Linked DNA regions of Zea mays: region 1 is linked to region 2. The links are chromatin contacts, called in public Hi-C maps. All regions are on one chromosome and are shown on one strand. The core of a region is the stretch at or near the end of the contact, and the rest is flanking DNA. Distances in the headings are between cores, read along the strand shown.

Evidence for each region. Hi-C and Micro-C count contacts between places; a contact is called where the count stands out from the background.
Region 1: a Hi-C map of tassel shows a contact between it and region 2, with 2.3 times the contacts expected there. The contact joins the promoter of LOC100273937 here to the promoter of LOC100383598 in region 2. A contact is called at or near these places in 2 of 25 Hi-C or Micro-C datasets (leaf and tassel).

What each region holds. Positions count from the first base shown.
Region 1 is chr1:12,526,300-12,529,141 of Zm-B73-REFERENCE-NAM-5.0, reverse strand. It overlaps LOC100273937, which reads left to right and starts at 1,300. Exons shown (of 8, transcript NM_001148329.1): 1 at 1,300-1,592; 2 at 1,671-1,727; 3 at 1,828-1,903; 4 at 1,993-2,072; 5 at 2,709-2,758. The coding sequence starts at 1,434.
Region 2 is chr1:12,253,094-12,256,333 of Zm-B73-REFERENCE-NAM-5.0, reverse strand. LOC100383598 reads left to right here and starts at 1,316. Exons shown (of 9, transcript NM_001176246.1): 1 at 1,316-1,693; 2 at 2,155-2,243; 3 at 2,371-2,488; 4 at 2,641-2,714; 5 at 3,226-3,240. The coding sequence starts at 1,612.

The DNA of each region.
Region 1 (2,842 bases), core at 51-2,550, 270 kb before region 2:
TGCCCATTCTGTGCGTAGGGGTTTATCAGAGCAGGTAGGATATCTTTACATGACCTCAGTATGTTAACTATCAGTCCCAGGGTTGTATACTTTTTGTACGGTGCAATGTTTAATTGCATAGTATTCACTGTTTCAGGATCTTGAGGTTTTAAGAGGCATTGCTGGTTGTGGTGAGGACATAGGAAGAGATGAATTTGATAGGCTATGGTGCTGGTTATACCCAGTGGCTGTTTCATTATCGAGAGAGAGAATTAAAAAGCTGTGGGATTGCACAGCACCTAGATGGATAGAGGGCTTGATTACAACAGAAGAAGCTGAGAGTGCACTAAGAAGTTCCAGGGAATTGTTAAAGGAGGCAGGAACATTTGTTCTCAGATTTCCTATCACCCGAAGCTGGCCACATCCAGATGCTGGAAGCCTAGTTGTCACTTACATTGGCTCTGATAGCTCAATTCATCATAGGCTACTCTCTCTTGATTCCAGGTGTGCTGCAATTAGCATGTTACCCTATCTTCTGAATCTATTGGCAGCGAAATTTCTGAACCTTTCTCTTTTCTACTGCTAACAGTGATGCTAGCGCTGAGAAACTGCAAGATTTGCTGCTCCAGGAACCGGAACTATCACAATTGGGCAGGTAAAGCATTATAGACTCCAAAACACAGGTGCTGTTCCTTTCATTACTTACTAAATGGTTAGACATATATTCAAATGCAGGGTTGATCGGGTCTCAATCACCATCCGGAGATGACCGAGGCTTCAAACGGTTAAACTTACATTCAAAAGCAGGATTTAGGATGCTGCCACGAGAAGAGGGTCAGCAGCAGCTCGACGCATACAAGTTCATTGTCATCCAAGAGCATAGCCCATAACACCCATTGCCTGTTTTTTTTTTGAATCAAACACCCATTGCCTGTTGTTACCATGTACAGGTTGTAAATTGGTTCCCTTGGTAGTTTAGTTCGTACAAAGAGAGGTACTAGTGAGGTCTAGTTGCTTCAGAAAACCAACAGTAACATGAGCTACCATGTGTGTCGCAAAAAGAAAGAAGCTGTCATCATGTGCCTCGAAACTGGAGGATTTTCAGTGGCTAACATGTTGCATATAGAATTGACAGTTGATTTATTTTTGGGTTCCTTTTCAATCCTGTCATTTGGGCCGAGAGGAGGATAAGTGTCGTCGTAGCCCATGTCAATTTTGAGGTCAAAAGCATTGGGCCGTCCACTATCCAAGCACCGAATCACGCTACATTCTCACAAATGGCTGCGGGTCGCACCCGGCGCTCGGCATCCCTCCCCGCCGCAAAGTCGCGCCGCCGTCGCCTCGCACGCACGAACGCCATCACTTCGTCGCTTACCCATCAGACAGACAAACAAGGCCGAAACTCCACGACGTCCCCCGCTCGGCAGCAGCAACAGCCGAGACCCTAGCGCAGCATGGCTTGGACAACTGCGGCCACAGTGTGCTGGCGCCTGCTCCACCTCCCCTCCGCCCGCTGCCCTCTCTCGTCCCGGGCCCGGTGTTCCGCTGCGCAGAGCCCAGACGCCGTGGACAAGGAGTACGCCGACCTCAACCTCCGGCCTCTGTACCCCAACGTCTGTCGTCACCCTTCTTCTCTTCGTCCGTACCCCGGTGCTATTCCAATCTTACCGCTGATCCATCTCTGTACGCAGAGGGGCCATCACATGCGCATACGGCAGCACGTGAACCCGCTCAGCTCATCCTTCTCGGTAAAGCACTCCTAACTCCTCACCCATTTTTTTAATATTGCCAAGCGAGCACAGGCACTCGTATTTTCAGTTAATTTGTGCTCTGTTTTGCGGTGCGTAGGAGCCCACGGGGCCGCCAGAGTGGAAGGAGGTGTTCGACGACCCCTTGCTTCCCCTCATGGTCGACATCGGCTGCGGTGCGCAAGTGCTACTTTTATTTAATTTTATTTTATACTGGCAATGGGTTGCTTGAAAGAGGATGTTCTCAGGGAATCTTGATGTCCAGGGAGTGGGAGGTTCTTGATTTGGCACGCGAAGAATTCTGGCAAGAGTCAGAACTACCTTGGGCTAGAAATCCGCCAAAAGGTTTTATTGGTTTTAGGTTGCAGCTTGTTTGGTTTCTGGATTGGATGATTTTTTCCTTTTTGTAATGTATAAATGCCCGGATCTCTGCCTTTCAGTTTAAGAGAGAAAAGAAAGATCACAACAGTTTTAGAAACAAAGAACTGGGAAGCTCAAGCAGCACCCCCCCCCAAAAAAAAGGCATACCGCACCCTCATAACACGGAACAAAGAAAATGAACTGCAGAATCGCATGCCATCATTTTGCTTTCAAAGACATTTGCTTTGCTGTTTGGAACAATTCTCGAAGATGATTCAGTTTCGTTCTTTCCTGAGGTTCCACATTACATAGATTGCCAGGCTGTTGAAATATTTTGGCATAAAAGATATAAGCGTATGCCAGTCTCACACGGTCCATTGCGCATAATGCAATTATCTTGATGTGGACAACCCCTTAAATCCAAGTTGTCTGCTGCGGAATTTCGTCTTGTGTAAGTGTCCAAGCAAACCATTTAAATGTGCATCTGTTTTCCATGTGGGTCTGCCAAATTAGGTTTGATTTGTACAATTGTACCCAAGTAGGAGCCTTTGAACTGCATCCGGTACTTATGCATTGTTAAATTTGTAGTTTGGTGACGTTCTACTTGTTTTGTTTCTGTAGTTGGTGGAGCGGGCACAGTTCTGGGTGAATGAATTGGAGCTTATGAACGTGTAGGTTGCCTGGCATCCGAATTTGGCACTTGCTCTTTCTTATCAGTGCAGTAATGTATCATCACTTGAAATTATTCTCTTTCA
Region 2 (3,240 bases), core at 67-2,566:
TTTCGACGTCGCAAGAAAGAGAAAACGGCCTCGTCCGTTTATTCTTTTGTCCCTCCCACCCTTGCTATCAAAATTTCCCCGCCGTTAGTTCAATCAAAGGAAAGAAAAGAAGAGAAAAGAAGAGAAGGGAAGATAACAGATGTACGACGCGACCCCGTTCGACCCGTCTGCGCCTGGTAGGGATAGGCAGAGGCAACAAGTTGGTAGGCGCGGCACGTGCCAGCGCGATCTTATCTACCCTCGCTTCGTTTCTCCATCCATGTGCCTTGCGACGGAAAGGCACCGAGAAAATTTGGGTAAAAAAAAGAAAAAGAAAAGAGAATGCCCCTAAAACAATACAAAAGATGAAAAGAAAAGAAAGCAGGGCGCCGGCTGCTCACGGCCATTATGGCCCTTATTGGACGGCTGGGCTCGGTGCGTGGCGGCACTGCCAGCCGTCCGGTTCCAGTCCGGTGCGCTCTTCTGCTGCTGCTGCCGTGGCTCCTCGTCTACCGTTTCTCTGCGAAACTGCTAGAGCGTTTGCCGATTCCCGCCACCTCCTCTTTTCCATTTGTCTTTTCCTTTAGTAGAAAACGCGATCGACGGTCTGGCGACGACTCGCGCAATTATTGCTGGACTCGCGCGGGCCGCTACTCTACTACACAGCACACGATCTACTGTAGCCAACTGTAGTTGTAGCAGCAGCACGTGTGTGAGCTCATCGCCGCCACTCTTCTTCGCCACCGCAGCTCTGCACTGTGCACCACCGGAGACAGGTTGTCGCCCGAAATAGTCATCAACACGTAGTGGTCACTGTACACGGGTTTAATTTTAACCAAAAAAGGAATACGAACACAACACGCTGCAGTGCACAGTCACACACACGCACAAAAAAAAACAAGGCCTCAGCTAAGCGCCAGGTACTCGTCGTCTCGTCTGGCTGCCTGGCTTTAAACCACATCGGAATTAGCTTTGAAACCCAGCACCCCGCGATCACGATTACCCACACTAGTAAAGTAGTAAACTAATCCACCAATAGAGACCGACCATTCACCACTCGCCCGCACGAACCCAGAAAAGAAGAGGCCGTAGTGCAGGGAGCGTGACGAAAATACAGAAACAGAAAATGGAGTGGTGCGGGCCGGCGGGGAGGGGGAGGAATCCAAAGCGAACGCCAGGCAGGCGGCAGGCGGCAGGCTCGCGAGAGAGAGCCGTGCGGCTGCCGAACTCCACAGGCCTATACGGGTGTACTAGCACTGTAGCCTACTAGCCAGCAAGCACCTCCTGGTGCTATATGACCCCCCGCACCCCACCCAAAACCCCTCCTTTTCCGCTCCAGACACAGCAGCCCCTCTTGTACCAGTAAACCGTGCTGCTATCCCCCGCTACCGCTACCCGCCGCGCTGCTGCGGCTCGCCTCCCTCCTCCCCAGTCCCCACGCCCCGCCGCCGCCGCCGCCACCTCCTCTCGCTCCCTCCTTTTACCCCGAGCTTAAGCTCGCGCGTACCTGCCTACCTATCCGTAGGAGAGGAAGAGGGGACAAGGCCCGGTCGGTCGGTCGGTCGGTCGGGGGGCTCTCGGATCTCGCCGCTGCCTCCCCGTTCGTTCGTTCGTTCGTTGGGATCTCGCGCCATGGCCGCCGTCGCGCCGCCCCCGGCCCCCGCGCCGGCACCGGTTCCGGCTCCTGCTCCTGCCACCGTCCCTGTCGCGGATCGTATCCTTCGTTCGCTGCCGTGCGCCAGAGGTTTTTGCCTTTCCGGGGTTTCGCTGCTTGGTCGCGCGCGGGGTCAAAGGTTTTTTTTGCCTTGCTGCTTCGTTGGTTGGTTGGTTGGTTGGGGGTCAAAGGGGGTTTGCCTTCCCATGGCGGCTGCGCAAGGCTACCGTGTGAAATCGTCTGTCCCTACCGGCTACCGCCTCGTTTCGCTTTGAACTGTACAGATCCATACGGGGTTTTCTTTCTTTTTAACTGTGTCTTCGCTGCTGTTTGCGAGCTCAGCTCTACAGGGGGATAACAGAAACAAATCTCTTCTTTTTCTTCTGGGTTTGTGATTGGTTTACGTTTATTCATACTGCTCGATAGGATTCAGTAGCTTGCAAGGTCTGGGTGGGGGGGGGGGGGGTCGATCTAGAAACAAACCGTTGCACCTTAATTCTCCGCTTTGCTGTTGCGCGAAGAAACCACGGATCTGCTGCAGAAGCTGTCGCTCGACTCGCAGCCCAAGGCGGCGGACGCAACACAGCCTGCTGCTGCCACCGCCAAAAAGGTAAAGGGATAACAGCACAAGCGCCCGTGGCTTCTCGTCCTGTCCCCATGCTCATGGTTTTGTCGAGATAATCCGCGGTTCTGATTCGTCGCTTCTTTGTGCTGTTCATTTAAATTTAAACCAGCAGGGCGCCGCGGCGAGCCAGCCGCTGAGCGTGGCGATCCCGCCGGAGCCGTCCATCACGCCGGTGATCCAAGACTTTACGGATCCCAACCTGTTTTATCTACCAGCGTATTACTACGGAGGTGAGGAGCATGTGGTGATCATACTGTAGTTTGCTGTTTTCGTCGTTCTTGTGGGCGCCTGATTGATGGTAACATAATTTTTAATATATTTGTTGCTATGAGACTTCTGTTATTTGCTAACTGAATTGTCTGGTTCTTGCCTTGTCCTGCAGGCTACGACAGTTCCATGAGCGAGTGGGATGATTATCCGAGGTATCTAAATTCAGATGGAGTGGAGATTGCCCCAGTAAGTCATCCTATAAGATCTTGCCCTTTCACGATACATGTGATGCTTCCCATGATTGTTTGCATACTATGTCCTATCCTTAATGTAGAAATGCTGGAATGGTCAAATTGCTTGCTATTACTGTCTAGTGGTACCTGTACTGTCGAGTCTATTGTAGGACATGTAACAAGTGCAAGCCTATTCACCCTCTTTTGGGGTATGCTTTCTGCTTTGGTTGGGTTCCTCTTTTCCTTATGCTCTCTGTACTGTTACTCTTGTTGGGAAGGTTGTTTTCTTGTCTGCCACTATCATGTCATGGAAATTCCGCATCTTGTATCTTGTGGGTTTGTTTGGATAAACCTAAACCCTACCATTCCATATGGACTGGAGTGGAAATGAGCTAATTTCCCCCTCAATTCCTCCCATTATGTTATGGATTGGATGTAGTTTTCCTCTATCCAAACAGGCCCTGATCCTTCTTTCCTCTATTATTTGTGCTACTCTTTTCATTGGGTATTTTGGACTTCTACAGGCGGTATACGGAGAT